Linked DNA regions of Hordeum vulgare: region 1 is linked to region 2. Evidence: chromatin contacts called from public Hi-C data. All regions are on one chromosome and are shown on one strand. The core of a region is the stretch at or near the end of the contact, and the rest is flanking DNA. Distances in the headings are between cores, read along the strand shown. Region 1 holds the start of LOC123443754 (LRR receptor-like serine/threonine-protein kinase GSO1). Region 2 holds the start of LOC123443753 (protein CONSERVED IN THE GREEN LINEAGE AND DIATOMS 27, chloroplastic).

The links. A called contact is a pair of places that touch in the nucleus more often than the background predicts.
Region 1: a Hi-C map of leaf shows a contact between it and region 2, with 2.7 times the contacts expected there. The contact joins the promoter of LOC123443754 here to the promoter of LOC123443753 in region 2. A contact is called at or near these places in 3 of 6 Hi-C or Micro-C datasets (leaf and seedling) and 1 of 1 datasets of contacts at active chromatin or transcription factors (embryo).

The regions. Positions count from the first base shown.
Region 1 is chr3H:327,520,172-327,527,862 of MorexV3_pseudomolecules_assembly, reverse strand. It overlaps LOC123443754 (LRR receptor-like serine/threonine-protein kinase GSO1), which reads right to left and starts at 6,001. Exons shown (of 4, transcript XM_045120276.1): 1 at 5,092-6,001; 2 at 4,515-4,775; 3 at 3,501-4,433; 4 at 1,475-2,195. The coding sequence starts at 5,938. The coding sequence ends at 1,735.
Region 2 is chr3H:327,057,666-327,065,407 of MorexV3_pseudomolecules_assembly, reverse strand. LOC123443753 (protein CONSERVED IN THE GREEN LINEAGE AND DIATOMS 27, chloroplastic) reads left to right here and starts at 2,044. Exons shown (of 7, transcript XM_045120275.1): 1 at 2,044-2,404; 2 at 2,518-2,670; 3 at 2,924-3,001; 4 at 3,924-4,019; 5 at 4,102-4,137; 6 at 4,239-4,396; 7 at 4,534-4,826. The coding sequence starts at 2,138. The coding sequence ends at 4,696.

The DNA of each region.
Region 1 (7,691 bases), core at 4,752-7,251, 460 kb before region 2:
GATCGGACTCGACGACGGGGCGCAAGGGTGGACGATCCTTGTGGTGCCGGCATGGCTTGTCGGGACTTTGGCCTATGGCTGCGGGTGAAGCTGGTGAAGGAGATTCAGATTTGGGGAAACTCTTGGTCGGCCCTGCCCGGCTACACCGACGACGACGCTCGAGGGAGCTGCTTTTCTTCTTGGAGACGTCGGTATATGTCTGCTCCTCTGCTTCCATCCTACCTGCCCTCAGGTGAAAACCCTAACTCGAGTGGGCGGCTGCGGAGTCCTTGACGTCGTGACCTTCCTGAAGGCGTCGTATTGAGGGCTGAGTGGTGGTGGACACTATGTGGATCCTCGACGGCTCCTGGTGGTGGGCACTGCTTGGGGGGAAACCCTAGGATCTGGTCTTCCAGATCGGTCGATGGCGGTACTCCGGTGCCGTTTTTCTCTTGGAAACATCGTTTGTGGAGCAGCGCTAGAAGACACAGGCACGAGGTGGAGCAGCTTCGTCTTGCATGGAGCTGTGGTGGAGCTGTCAAGTCATGCCTGGCTAACAGGTGCTACGCTAAGTCATGCCTAGTTGGCAGGTGCTACGCACGACAATTCTTCCAGAGTCTTGGTGTGTGGACGGATGAGCGCAAGGTGGTGGCGCCGTTAGACGCCGTGGTGGCGTCGACGGATGTACGAACTTGCAAGGATGATGCGGATCTCTTTCTGAAGTTGGGTCAGTGGTACAAAGATGGTGACGGCTTCTAAAACGTGTGCACGTGGTATGCGTTTTAGGTCTGCTGCACCGATTGTTGGTCCCGATACGTTATGTGGATGGATTGACGACGACACCGGTTTTAGATATGGGGAGTGAGAGCACTCCACATTATCGAATTTGTAGGTGTGAATGGTGGCTTCGGATGGATTGATGTATGTTCTTGTCAGACCTTTGTGAAATAATTAATAAAGATGACCGCATGCATCGACTGATGCAGAGGCCGAGGGTTTAACCTCCTTTTCTAAAAAAAAAGAAAAAAAAAACTTTCTCCCTCTTGTAGGTGTTGTTCTTCATTATAGAGTTTATTTTGTCCGGCACCTTAGCAGCTACCCTCTTTAAGACGTTTAGTGACCTAAAACATCTTATATAATTTACAGAGTACTAGCAGAGAAAAGCCCAAAATCAGCGTGTGCCTTTTTTTTTGCCTGTGAGATTGCATCAGCCTCTGTGATCACAAGGCTGGGTTCTGTACTGGAAAAAACATACGCAACCAACAAGACAAGACAGCAATATATAGCTCACATGCTCTCATGGACTCTTGGCTCTTCCTCCTTGGATAGAGGCAATCACAGCCTCAGAAGATCGATCCAAGCTGGTACACGTGAACACAGGATTGATTGTACACTTGGGAGTCACAAGGGCTGCGTACTGTCTGAAGAAAACAAGGGCCGGGCAAAAAAGGAGCTGCAACAAAATGGCCGCATTCATGCAACAGAAAATAGCACATCCGATACAAGTTAGCTACCAATGCAGCCTTTATTCAGCAACATTAACAATACAACATTAGCATAATACAAGATCTCAGGATTGTTCCTAGGTATTTAATTGCTACCTCATTTTCCAAAGAAAAATAAATTAATGGGTACCTCATTTGCTTCTAAGATCAGTGATTAGTGATCCTAGATAAGTAGGAGTTGATTCCAGGCAAGGCAGCACTGCCAGGCGCGAGACTGGCAAAAAAGGTTATTACATTGTATTCCCATCCATCACAAGGTGTCCAATTCTTGAACGAGCTCTTCCATGGTGGGTCTTTGCTCAGGGTTTTCACTGGTGCAGACCAATGCAATCTTTGCCAGTTTAGCCGCTTCCGTTGCTGAGTAACATCCTTTCATGTTGCCGTCGATGAGGTCATGGACATTGCCTGTCTCGAAGGGCAGCTGCATCGTTTTACTTTTACCCGTGAGTATCTGAAACACAATTACCCCGAAAGCGTAAACATCGCTCTTCTCCGAGAACCGACCGACGGTGGTGTACTCAGGGGCAAGGTACCCCATGGCGGCACTCGCCTTGAGTGTCGAGAAGACCAGGTCGTCCACAAGAAGCTTGTGCAGGCCGGAACCAGAAATCAGAGGCTTGTAGGTGTAATCCACCAGAACTTTGTCCGCCGATATGTTTTGGTGAACAAGAGGGAGTTTGTTTGCTCTAGTACTGTGCAGATATCCAATTCCTGCATAATAAACATGGATAAGGAACCTTGCTTTTGCAAAAATTCGAACCAATGAAAGAATGTAACACGGAATAGATTCAACTGGTTTGGACGGTAATCTAATAATACACTTTGTATTTACAGGCATATGTTCCTAATTTCACAGGTTGTGGCTTCTTGCAGATACTTGAGACGATTTGAGTGCTCTAGCCCATGGTACTTTAATTACGGAAAGGCTAAAAATTTAACGTCAGATTTGTACATAGCAAATTGAACGTTTTCCATGACAATTTGATGCGAGGATGACAAATTTAGTTTACAAACCCGGTTATTTTCTGGCAAAAAATAAACTATGACAAATTTACCATGCTCGCGAACTAAACTTGTCAATCTCAACGAACACTGTCATAAAATATGTTCGATTTGCCAATGCCTAAAAATCTGATGTTCCCTGAATATCCAGGTCCTTTAATTATTATGGCTATGCGCACCCCATGATGAGGCAGGGTTTTCCTCCATTTTAAAAACCCGAATGGTAACGTCCACACGTATGCCATATCTGCAATTTGTCCAGACGCACTAATCTTCGTCTGTTATGTTTTACACGAATCCTAAAGAAGTTTGTTGGAATTTCAGTTTTCCGTAGGCATAGCATGTTGTGTGGGTGTTAGAGCGCTTGCCCACACGATCTGCAATGTGCGGTTATCAGCTGCGCCATGTGGGTGAACCAGTTTCTATCTACACAGTCACCCCCAAGTCGCCCGCGTGTGGGTGAACTGCTCTCCGCCCACGCTTGTAGTTGCTAGATGGCAACTGCAGTTGCACGTATGTGGCAACTAGATAAACACACATGGCAACTATGATTAACCATATATGTCAACTATGGTTGGACCACACGTGACAAGTAGTTAATCACACATGACAACTATTGTTTGATCATATGTGGCAAGTAGTTAATCATACATGGCAACTATGATTTAATTACATGCGGCAAGTGTCGTTAATTGGACATGGCAACTATAGTTAACCAAAACAGAAAAGTTGTTATGCTTTTTCAACTACATTTGTCATCCTGGGTAACTAAAGTTGTCATCTCCGAAGTAACTAAAGTGTCATTCCCCGGATACAAAATTATACTACTAAGCTTAAGATACTTATTTTGGACAGAGGAGTACCACACTAGCAGTAGCAGTGTTTGATAACTGATGGAAATTATACTACTAAGCTTAAGATACTTATTTTGAACAGAGGAGTACCACACTGGCAGTAGCAGTGTTTGATAACTGATGGCTTAGACACTGACAGAGAGGGACACTACCACCATACCTTTAGCAATTCCCTTGATGATGGACACCCTCGTGGACCACTCAAGGACGCGCCCGCCATGGCCGAGAGCACCGCCGCCGCCGTCTTCTCCTGCAACGTCCAAGAAGTGCGATAGACTGCCGTTGGGCACGAAGTCGTGCACGAGGAAGCACTCTCCCCTGGCCCTGGAGCAGCAGAACCCCCTCAGCCCCACGATGTTGTCGTGCCGAAGCTCGGCCAGCAGCTTGAGGCCCTTGAGGAACTCCGCCTCCTCCTGCTTGCAGCAGGTCTTGCCCAGTCGAGTGACGACGACGGGCGTGCCGTCGCGCAGCGTGCCCCTGTACGTGGCCGCGAAGCTGCTTCCGGCGCCACTCTTGGACCTGGAGGTTTTCTTCCCCATGAGATTCAGCTCCGAGAAGTAGTGCGTCGCGGACTCCACCTCCTCCATGTTGAACCGGAAGCTCGGGGACACCTCCTGCGAGAACCCGACGCCGCTCCGCCCGTCGGCCAGCGGGTCCCAGCCGTTGGAGTACTCGAGGCTCACCAGCGTTGACGACGCGCTCTTGCGGAACGATTCCTTGGTCGCCTCGCCCTCGATGCTGCACCGGCCGCCCACCGTGGTCATCGGAGGTGCGCCTGCGCCTGAGGCCCTCCTCTGCTTGCGCCACCTGTGCCACGAGAAGACCAAGAGACCGGCCGCTGTCGCCCCCAGAAGGATCACCGCGACAATGACGACGGCCGCGAGAGCCTTGGTGGAAGGGGGGCAGTGGGTTCCGCTGCAATGCCTGTCGGAAGAGCCCGGCTTGATCTGCGGCGCGATGCCAGCGCTGAACGGCTGGGGCCTGTCGGGGTCGATGAGGTCCGCCGGAGTGCACGGCCGGAGATCGGGGAGCCCGGTGCCGCACAGATCAGTGTTGTTCCCGTACTGGAATCCACCCTCCAGCTTGGCCAGTTCTGGGGAGCAACCAAATCAAACTGACACTGAGCGGAGCAGTTCTTGGGAGCTCAAGAATGGATTCGTAGATTGTTGCGTACCGGAGGGCACGCTGCCGGTGAGCGAGTTGTTCCTAACATCGAGAGCAGCGAGCTGAGGCAGCCTGGCGAGCCTCACCGGGATGGAGCCGAAGAGGTTGTTGAAGCTCAAGTCCAGCCGCCTCAGCTCGGGCAGGTCGCCGAGGCTAGCAGGGATGGCGCCGTTCAGGTGGTTGGACTGCAAAGCCAACACGGCGAGCCTGTTCAGCAGCCCCAGCTGGGTGGGGATGCTCCCGGTCAGCTGATTGTAGCACAGCTGCAACACTTTTTTTTTTTGACACATCAACATTAACAGCAGTGTTAGAGTGGCAAACAAACCAACAAGTGTAGAAAATCAATCGATGACCAAATCATATATATAGCAATATCAGCCAAGAAGCGTCAGTGAATCCAAGAACTTGTTTCAGGATCATGGCACGCTAGGTAGCATAGGAGACTGGAGTACTGGACTGGAATAGAACGGGACGAATCGAATCAATCCAAGCAATGCAGCACTGGCAGTGGCAGAGTTCACGGCGCCACATGCAACTAGGCAAGCAAGAATCAGAAAGAGAAGACGCGGAGCTCGGACTTGGCTCACCTTGCAGCGAGGCCATGGCGCCGATCTCGGCCGGGATGGGCCCGGAGAAGTTGTTGACGTTAAGGTAGACATCGGTGAGCCTTGTGAGCTTGGCGAGCTCCGGGGGCACCCCGCCGCGGAGCTCGTTGTAATGGAGGTACAGGCCGGTGAGCGCGCGGAGGCCCGCGACGGCAGGGGAGAGCGTCCCGGCCAGGCCCTTCCCCTGCAGCGAGACGTTGGCGACAGCGCCGAGGGCGTCACACGCGACGCCCTCGAACCCTCCACGGGCACACGGGTCCCGCCCGGGCGCCCACGACGGCAGAAGGCGCCCCGTCGGGTCCAGCGCCGCCTTGAACTCCAGCAGCGCCCGCAGCTCTCCGTCATCCGCCGCAGAGGCCAGGCCGAACAGAGAGTGGCAAACGACTGCCAATACCGCGAGGGCTACGAAGCGGGCGCAGGCCATTGCCGGCCGCGCAGGTGCTCTTCTTGGTGCGCGGGGAGAGGGGAAGGGAGGGTGGAGGGGACACGAGCGTGCAGAGGTGAGGGGTCCGAGGAGACGAGTGAAGAAGTAAAATACTCCGAGAGGGTCGGTCAGCAGCATGCACCGAGCTGAGTTGTGTGAGGATGAATCATGGGCCTCGCATGTCAGTTCGTGGAGCTGGGCTATACCTGGCCATATGCCGGCCAGATCGGGCTGAAAAGAACCACCGTTGAAAACCCACGCCCGAGTCCGGCCCCGCCCGACCGCCGGGCCTAACAAAAAGTGCTCGAGCCTGAAAAAGCCCGACATGGCCACCGGCCCGGCCTGACTACGGCTAAAAATAGTTTTGCTCAAGCCTGAGATCGGCCCGGCCTGATTGTTGGGCATGATTTCAGGGTCGAGCTCGGCCTGATAGGATGATTAGGCCTCGTTCAGTCCGGAATGTGGTAGAACGATGAACTTCTTCTCTTGTGCTTTTAAAGATAGTCTTCTCAACACTGAATCACTCTCTCATGGATTTAGCATGGGTAGAAGAGATTGATCTTGTGAAAAACAACTTAGAAAGGCTAGAAATCAAGGTTTAAATGATTGGAATGGAATCTCTTGATCTCAACACATTAGTAGATGACTCTCTCTTAAAAAATGGATATGGCAAGTGTAATTGTGTTCCGAGTGTAGGTGGAGGGGTATATATAGGCATCCCTAAAATCCAACCTTTACAACATTATTGCCCAACTCGTTGGCACCGAAATCAATCTCGGTGGTACCGAGTTGCACTAAATATGAAAACTTTTGAACTCTCGGTGAGACCTATATAGGAATCTTGGTGATACCAATACAATGACCTAGACCAGTTTCTAAATCTCAATGAGACCGATTTCGAACTAGAAAATTCTGATTCTTGAATTCCTCTCCACAGAAAGTTGGTCACTGAATCTCGATGACACCGACGTGAAAGTTGATGGTACCAAGATGGTAGGCTTTGGCATAGAGTGTGTCAAGTGTAAAATCGATAGGGCCGAGTGGAAATACTTGGTGGCACCGATTTTGCTGATGTGGCTTTGCACAGAGATATTTTGTGAGAGAATGGCTAAGTATTTTTTGTGGCTACTTCTAAGCACTTGAGCAACCAATTCATCATAATACCCCATCCCCTTTTAATAGTATTGATTTTCCTATCGACTCAAAGTGATTTCTCACAATTGTAAAAATGAAGATCCTTCTTGCTTGAAGCTTGAGCCAATCCTATTCCTTTCCTTGCATCAAGGGGCATCTCCATACAATCCTATAGACAAGGCATCTTTGAACTTTTCTGAAATATACTTGGATAAGATCATTAGTCCAATGATGCATATTTTATAATTATTTACCAAAACCACCTTTGGTACCAATTGTGCTTTCAATCTCCCCCTTCTTGGTAATTGAGGACAACATATAGATCAAAGCTTCGACAAAAGATATAATCAATGGTTAGCATCGACGCTTTGAGAAGTATGTGAAAAGCCAGAGCTCCCCCTAAATTTATGCATTATTTTAAATTTGCTTTTGAATGCAAATGCACAATCGATTAGGACCATGGGTTACTCTTCCATGTCACATACAACTTGTTGGTGCGCATAAATGACATGAATGAATAGTAATGCACATAACATCAATCAAGCAAGTGAATGATCACCATGTAGATAGCTCAAAGGTAATAGTGTGATAGCATCAAACAATCAAAGCATATGATCAAACACTCCTAAAAGGATAAATATTGGAAATATGCCCTAGAGGCAATAATAAAATGGTTATTATCATATTTCCTTGTTCATGATAATCGTCTATCGTTCATGCTATAATTGTATTAACAGGAAACAGTAATACATGTGTGAATGAATAGATCACAATGTGTCCCTAGCAAGCCTCTAGTTGGCTAGCTCGTTGGTCAATAGATGATCATGGTTTCCTGATCATGGACATTTGGATGTCATTGATAGCGGGATCACATTATTGGGAGAATGATGTGGTGGACAAGACCCAATCCTAAGCCTAGCACTAGATCGTATTGTTCGTATGCTAATGCTTTTCTAATGTCAAGTATCTTTTCCTTCGACCGTGAGATTGTGCAACTCCCGGATACCGTAGGAGTGCTTTGGGT
Region 2 (7,742 bases), core at 795-3,294:
CTGGCAGAGGTGCTCGCACAGGAGGAGCTGGCAGAGGTGCTCCAAGGCCATTCACTGCCCCTAGGCAATCTCCTGCCTCCACTTCTAGTGCTATTCCTACTCATGGTGCACACATTGGATGGATGGCCTACTTCACTGCTAGTGGTGCTGGAAGATTCGGCATGTAATGTTGAACTAGAGTTTGTTGTTATTCTGGTTATGGTACAATGAGCTATAATGCTACAAAGTGATGTTGAACAGATTCTACAGTTTGTTGTTATTTTGGTTGAGCTCCTCCTCTCCTCTCATCAGCTCAGCAACCTGAAGCTCCAACTTTCCCCTGTCTTCACTGTGCACTTCCTTTCCTTTTAATAGATCAGCAATTTGAAACTTCAACTCCAGCTTCTCTTGAGTAAGCTTCTCTCAGACTTTGTGAGCTCTGCATTCTTCAACTCCAATTTCTCCATAGCTTCAGTGTACAGTTGCTTCTCTTTCATATGCTTGAACTTCAAGTTCTGGATGACACCTGCTTGAGCTCTTGTCAGGTTAACCAGGAGTTCATATTTTTCATCTAGATGGTTGTGATCTTCATCTTTCTTTGCCATCTGTCCTTTCATATCAGCAACTGCTTCACTTCTACATTGCTGCCGATAGGTTAGGTTAGACTACAGATAACTCAAATCAATCACCCTTTCCTCCTGGAAATCAATCAGACCATGCACATCTTTAACTAACTTGTCATAGTTGGCATCCAGATTATTCTTCTCTTCTGTTAGATGGTGAAAAGTTAGAGCACTCTTAAGATTATCACTCACCCCTACCATTCTTGGTATCTTCAAACATTGCCCAAAGCTTCAACAATGCATTCTCCATTGTTATGGACCACTCCTGATCAACCCATTCAACAAAACCACAATTATCACCTTCCTGCAATTAAAGATCAAATTGAACCATTACAACATAAGTACATCAATTACTCTGCTATTCAAAAATTCAGCTATTACAACATAAGTACGTCAAATACTCTAACAACAACTATAGTTATCAAATTATGCACTTTTTTACAGCAACAAGAGCTCTAAAATTTTGTTGTTCTTTGCTCAACAACAAGAGCATATGAAACTGGCATCAAGGACACTATCATTTCTTTACAGTAAACAAACAATATAATCTATCAACTAAGAAAGAAACTTACAGGCTCTGCACATGCTAAGAACCTTCTCCCTGTGTTTGTGCCTTCAAATGCGACATGCCTCATCGATGCCTTGCCGTGCTTATCACAGAACATCATGATATCAAGCTCAAGCCCATGGTAATCCGGGTCCTCAACTGAAGCTGGAACCTGCACAAGCTAAAACATATCACTCCACTGCCAAAGGATGAGGAACAAACCAAACCAAAAGAAATCCTCAAGTAAAAAAGCTATCTAAATAGAAAAATCGCCAAATATTCTAACCCTAACCTAACCCTAGCTCGAATGAGCTCACCTGGTAAATCCCATCGGTGGAGGAGTTGGAGGAGTGCATGTACGGGAGGGTAGACTGGTCGTCGCTGCTATCGTCCTCAAAAACCATGGCGGCAGCGACGACGCGCTGCTACGGGCGTGTGGCGCTCGAAAACGTCGGCGAGGAGAGTGGTCGGTTGGGGAGGAGGGGAGAGGCCGACCGGGTCGGGCTCGTCCTAGTCACCGCGAGGGCACGAGTCGGTTGGCCACCGTGGCACCCGACGGGTGGGACCAACCGGTCAGTTCGAGCGTCAATACATATAAAACACGAATATAGAGTTATGTGCAACGGCGTCACATAATGTTGATATTGAATAAAAAATTAGGAATCTTGATATCAATCTACACGTACTGTCTTAATTATGATACTTCTTGTGATTAACTCTCACATGAAGGAGAACGTGAGTATAACGTAGAATAGCACGGCGGCACGAGCAGGCAGCGTGCCACGGCGCATCCCACCACGTGTAGGCAGCGTCTCCAGACCTGGCCGTCGCCCGTCGCGACCACTCCACTGCCTCACCCACAAAAAACCGCAAGCAAAAACCAGCGCCACGTAAAAGGTACACGGCTATACATGGTGCCGTGCCCTCTCGCTCCTTCTCTACTCACGTTTGTACGGTAGGCTAGAAGATAATAGGCGTGAGTTTTTCCATGTTGCTCCGCCTGAAGATTACCACCGTCCAGCCTGTGGCGCTGCTTCTTGGGCACGACCATGGCGGGACAGCATCCCCGCGGCAGTTCGCCGGAGCCTTTCCGCAGGGCGGCAGAGCGTCCACGAGGACAAAGAGGCTGAGGGGCGTGGCGGTGGCGATGGCGCTAAAGGAGGAGGAGCCGGAGAGCAGCCGAAGCCGCTTCGCCGGGGGCGGCCTGAGCTGGGACCCCAGGATGGAGATCGGAGTCCCATACGAGCAAAGACCGGTATGGTTTACCGTCTCGAACAGAAAGAATTGCACTTGGGGCATGCACCTTGCAGTCTGAATGAAAGATGTACTACTACTCATTTTGCTGGTTAATTTGGATGATTGGCTCAGGTTAACGAGTACTCCGCTCTCAAGGAGAGCACCTTGTATTCGTGGGCAGAGCTCAGTCCAGGCTCCTTCTTCATGCGCCTAGGCAGCCTGTGCCTGGTCACATTTACAGTTCTGGCGGCCCCAATCTCAGCCGCAAGTTTCAGTCCCGGAAAGGTATGACAGTTCCTATATTTTCAGTTCCGTTCGAAAGTGTCATTTCAGTACATAATAAGCAGCGGAATTTATGTACTCCCTTTGTCCTAAAATAAGTGATGCAAATTTTGTATTAAGTTAGTATAAATTTTATATTAAAGCAGCGACACTTATTTTAGGAGCGAGGAAGTACTAGTATGTTATTCCCAACAGTGCAACAAATACATGATGTGTGTGACCATTTCTCCGTGACATGTATGTCAACGCTATGCAGGATCCGCTCAAGTTTGTGCTGGCTGCTGGGATTGGGACCCTGCTCCTCGTATCTCTTGTGGTTCTCAGGATTTACCTGGTAAGTGTGGCGAACGCCGGCCGTAATCCCTAACAGGAAACTGTGCTAGTAGGCTGGTTGTAATGGAAGTATCATAAGTAGTATTATGTATGCCACCTAGGCGTATTTGATGAGGTGACACAGAATTAAATAAAGAAAGAGATGATTGAGAGGATGCTTGGATCCAAGAGACTAAAACTAATCTAACTAAAACTTGTCTCTTTAAGAGGCTAAAGTTTTAAGCACCCCTGACTAAAGAGAGGCTAAAACTAGTCTTGAGGCTAAAAATTTTTAATCAGAGATACCCCTACTAAAATGTGCATTAGAGCATGGTTAATAGTATAGCCAAATGCTGGTTATAAGCCATCTTATAGCCCACCTTATAGCTAGCTTGTACAATAGTTAGCTACAAAAGAGTACTACTTTTATCATATATGGCCCACCTTTCATTCTCACAAAGCACCTAGGAGCACGTGTTAGAGCTGACTCTTCACGAAGAGCCCGCTTCCCTTCTCTCTCCTCTTCTCTCTCATCCAACTCAGCAAAAATATAGTATTTTAATCCTTACAGTCTGCTGACTGTACCTTATTGTACTTGCTCTTAGTCCTCTCTCTCCTCATTTAACTCCTCATGCAAGTTCTGGATTGGAGGGTTTGGAGGATAATAAATGTTCATTAACTTGATTTTAGTCTCTTTAGTATTTGGATCCAAGCATGGGTGAGGCTAGCAAGTTTTAGTCTCACTATTTTTAGTCATGGGACTAAAACGTATCCAAGCACCCTCTAAGTATCATATTATAATACCGTATCATATTAAATGATGTGCTAGTATATGTCATGCATGACAATAAATGAACCGTTCTATGATACTAGTACATGATACTATGCACTACGGATGTGGTATCATACACTAGTATATTACAACCAGCCGTATAATGCTGCAGGGTTGGAGCTACGTTGGCGACAGGCTATTGTCGGCAGTTGTGCCTTATGAGGAAACCGGATGGTACGATGGCCAAATGTGGGTCAAGCCAGCAGAGGTACTCCATGCTTGCTTCTTCAGCTTAAGCGCAGCCATGCAATTCAGACTGCCTTTAAACGTATAATTCCTTCTTGATGCAGGTGCTGGCTCGCGACAGGTTATTGGGATCTTACAAGGTAACTTGTAGTTTGGCAGGAAAACATGTAGTATTATCATTGACGCTTAACTAAAAAGGATTTTCATATTCCATTATTTTGGTGATTAACTGATTCTTCAGGTAAAGCCGGTGATCAACCTGCTCAAACAGACACTGGTGGGCACAGGTGCGCTGCTCGTCGGGGCGGTCGTACTCTTCGCCTTCGCCGTCCCCGTCGAGGAATTCGTCCACTCCTTCAATGGAGCCCCCTCTACCGCCTCCTCTAAGCCGATCATGAGGTGAGTGAGTGAACTCAATGCTGCTACAGTGCTACCCAGCTTTCACAAAGTGAACTTCATTCAATGCAAGTTCATACTTTCCTCATAGACGTAAGTCATTGTTGCAAATGGAATTGACTGGGCGTGCCTGCGTGCAGGAGAGAGGAGCTCCTGAAGCTGCCTGCTGAGGTGAGGCAAGACGACGACCTCGCTGCGGCTGCTGCGGAGGCCGCCAATGGACGCCCGGTTTACTGCAGGGACCGCTACTACCGGGCGCTCGCCGGCGGTCAGTACTGCACCTCAGACGACCTGCTCGACTGATTAAAGCAAATAGTAATACATACGTATTCTGGTATATGCAGTTTGCCACATTGATATGATATGCACAAGTTAAGCAAATGTATCTTATCGGAATGAAATTTTGGGAAGATCGATGTTGGTGATTCTGTAATAAATTGCCTCATAATAACAACTTAAAGAATCTCTGGCCCTTCTCATGAAACTTAAAATTTTAAACCACTTCCTACAAATTAGCTCCAATTTTAAGAAGCGAACGTAGAAATTAACCTAGTTGTAGTCTAAGGTCACGTAAGTTTAGAGCTCTAGATTCCTTGCTAAAAAAATAGTCCTAGATAGTTTTGTCACGAGTTTGTTCAAATTTGTTTAGGAAAGAGATTACATGATTATCTTTAGGGCATTATCTCCGGCAGTCTTTCACTTGCATTAGAGTCAATCATTTAGGCATTACGTGCGCCTCATGATTCGGCTGCGGGAGACATTTAGTCAATGAACCAGTAACATTTAGATCTGTGAGCCCCTTGCATATGCTTATATCACCTCTTAATAATATCGCGATAGCAGCACTATTATCACAATAGAGGTCGAGTGGATTGGATGCACCCTGAACCACACCAAACTCACAAATTAAATTCTCCACCCAAACACCTTCTTTCGCAACTTTAGAAGTCGCAATGTATTTGACCTCCATTGTAGAATCGACAACAATATCTTGCTTGGAAATCTTCTAACACACCGCTCCTCCGTTAAAAGTGAACACAAACCCAGATTGCGATCAACAATCATCTATATCGGTTTGGAAACTAACATTGGTGTAACTCTTTACAATGAGCTCATCCTTACCTCCATAAACTACGAACATATCCTTAATCCTTCTCAAATACGTAAGGATATTTTGAACTGTTTTTCAGTGACTCTCATCTAGATCGGTAGGGTATCTGCTCACTACACTTGAAGCAAAGCAGACATCTGGGCGAGTACATACCATAACATACATGATGGACCCGATGGTTGAAGCGTACAAATTGCATCCATGCGTGTTCGCTAATCAGGACTTGAGGGACTCTGATTCTTGCTAAGATTAATTTCATGCGACATAGAGAGGAGTCTTTTCTTGGCATCTTGCATGTTGAACCACTTTAACAGAACTCGACGGGCTCCCAGTCTTGCTAAGACTAATGCCATGTGACATGGACAAGAACCCTTTCTTGGTGTCTTGCATGTTGAACCGCTTCAACAACTTAATCCAATAAGCCTCCTTGATCTATCTCTATAAATCTTGATTCCTAGAATATAAGTTGCTTCTCCCAAGTCCTTCGTCGAAAAATTGATTTTCAACGTATCCTTGACAAACTCACGCATTTGAACATTATTTTCAATCAGTAATATTCATCCATATATGAGATTCGAAATACAAATGAGATCCCATTGACATTTTGGTAAATACAATGACCATTTTTATTCTTGATGAAGCCAAACTCTTTGACAGCTTCATTAAAGGTAATGTTCCAACTTCGATATGCTAGCTTCAATCCATAAATGGATCTCTGAAGCTTGCATATCTTACTAACATTCTTTGGATCAACAAATCCTTTAGGCTGCATTGTATACATGTCCTCGGTTAAATTTTAATTAAGAAAAGTCATTTTGTAATCCATCAACCATATCACATACTCAAAATATGCAACTATAGCTAGAATTATCCGAATTGATTCAGGCATTGCTACCGGTGATAAGGTCTCATCATAGTTAACCTTTAGCGACAAGTGGATCCTTATGGACTTGAACATTTTCGTCCATATCAATTTTCTTTCTAAAGATCTATTTGCACTTCTTAGCACCGTCAACTCGGATCTCATGGCCACAAGCCAAAGCACGAAGTCTTGTATCATCGTCACTTCCGCATAAGTAGTCGGCTCGTCATTATTTAACAACAATACATTACAATCGCGCATGTTGTGCAACCTTACCAACCTCTATGGAACCGACGTGGAATCCACTACGGGTTCTCTGACTAACTCTGCTACGATAGAATCATCAGCCGAATCTTCCCAGAGTGGCTCCCGAACTTCTTCAAGTCGGACCGACCTCCCAACAACCTCTCGACTGAGAAACTCTTTCTCAAGGAAAACTCCATGTTGAGCCACAAATATTTTCCCCTCTTCATGGCTTTAGAAGTAGTATCCCAAGGTTCCCTTTGATATCCCACGTTTATGCACTTGTTCAACTTGGGTCTGATCTTGTCCAACTGGACTCGCTTGACATATACTTTAAAGCCCCAAATCTTTAGAATAGACAAATTGCGACTCTTCCCGGTCCATATCTCATGGTACGTCTTAACTATGGACTTTGACGATACCCTGTTTAGTGTGAAAGTTGTAGTTTTTGGAGAGTATCTCTAAAATGTGAGGGGTAAATCTGTTTGACTCATAATTGATCAGACCATGTCACCTTCTCTCTGTGTCATACACGGAGGAATGACTTGCGGAACTATTTGATGACTCTTCAGATGATCATCAAACTCCTGGCTTATATACTCACCGCCACAATCATATCGCACAAGTTTGATTGTCTTGCCGAGTTGATTTTCCACTTTGTTCTGAAACTCCTTGAACTTTTCAAAAGTTTTTGACTTGTGCCTCATCAAGTAGACATATTCATATCTACTCAAATCGTCAGTAAAAAGTGACGAATTAATAGAAACCACCTCCGGTGGTCATGCTCATTGGTGGACATACATCACTCTTTATCATGCTCATTGGTCGACATACATCACTCTTTATAAGTTCCAATAGCTCGTACGCCCTATCGCAAAAAGGTATTCTTAGTCATCTTGCCGAGTAGGCAGGACTCAAACGTCCCGAATGGTTCGGGGTCGAATGAAGTTAGAAGTCCATCATCATGGAGTTTCTTCATGTGCTTTTAACTAACGCGTCCTAGTCTTCATGTGCTTTTGACTAACGCGTCCTAGTCTTCATGTGCTTTTGACTAACGTGTCCTAGTCGACAATGCAAGAAGCAAGTCAGATTTATTTTGTTAGGCTTATCCCTCATGTCCTTTATGTTATAGA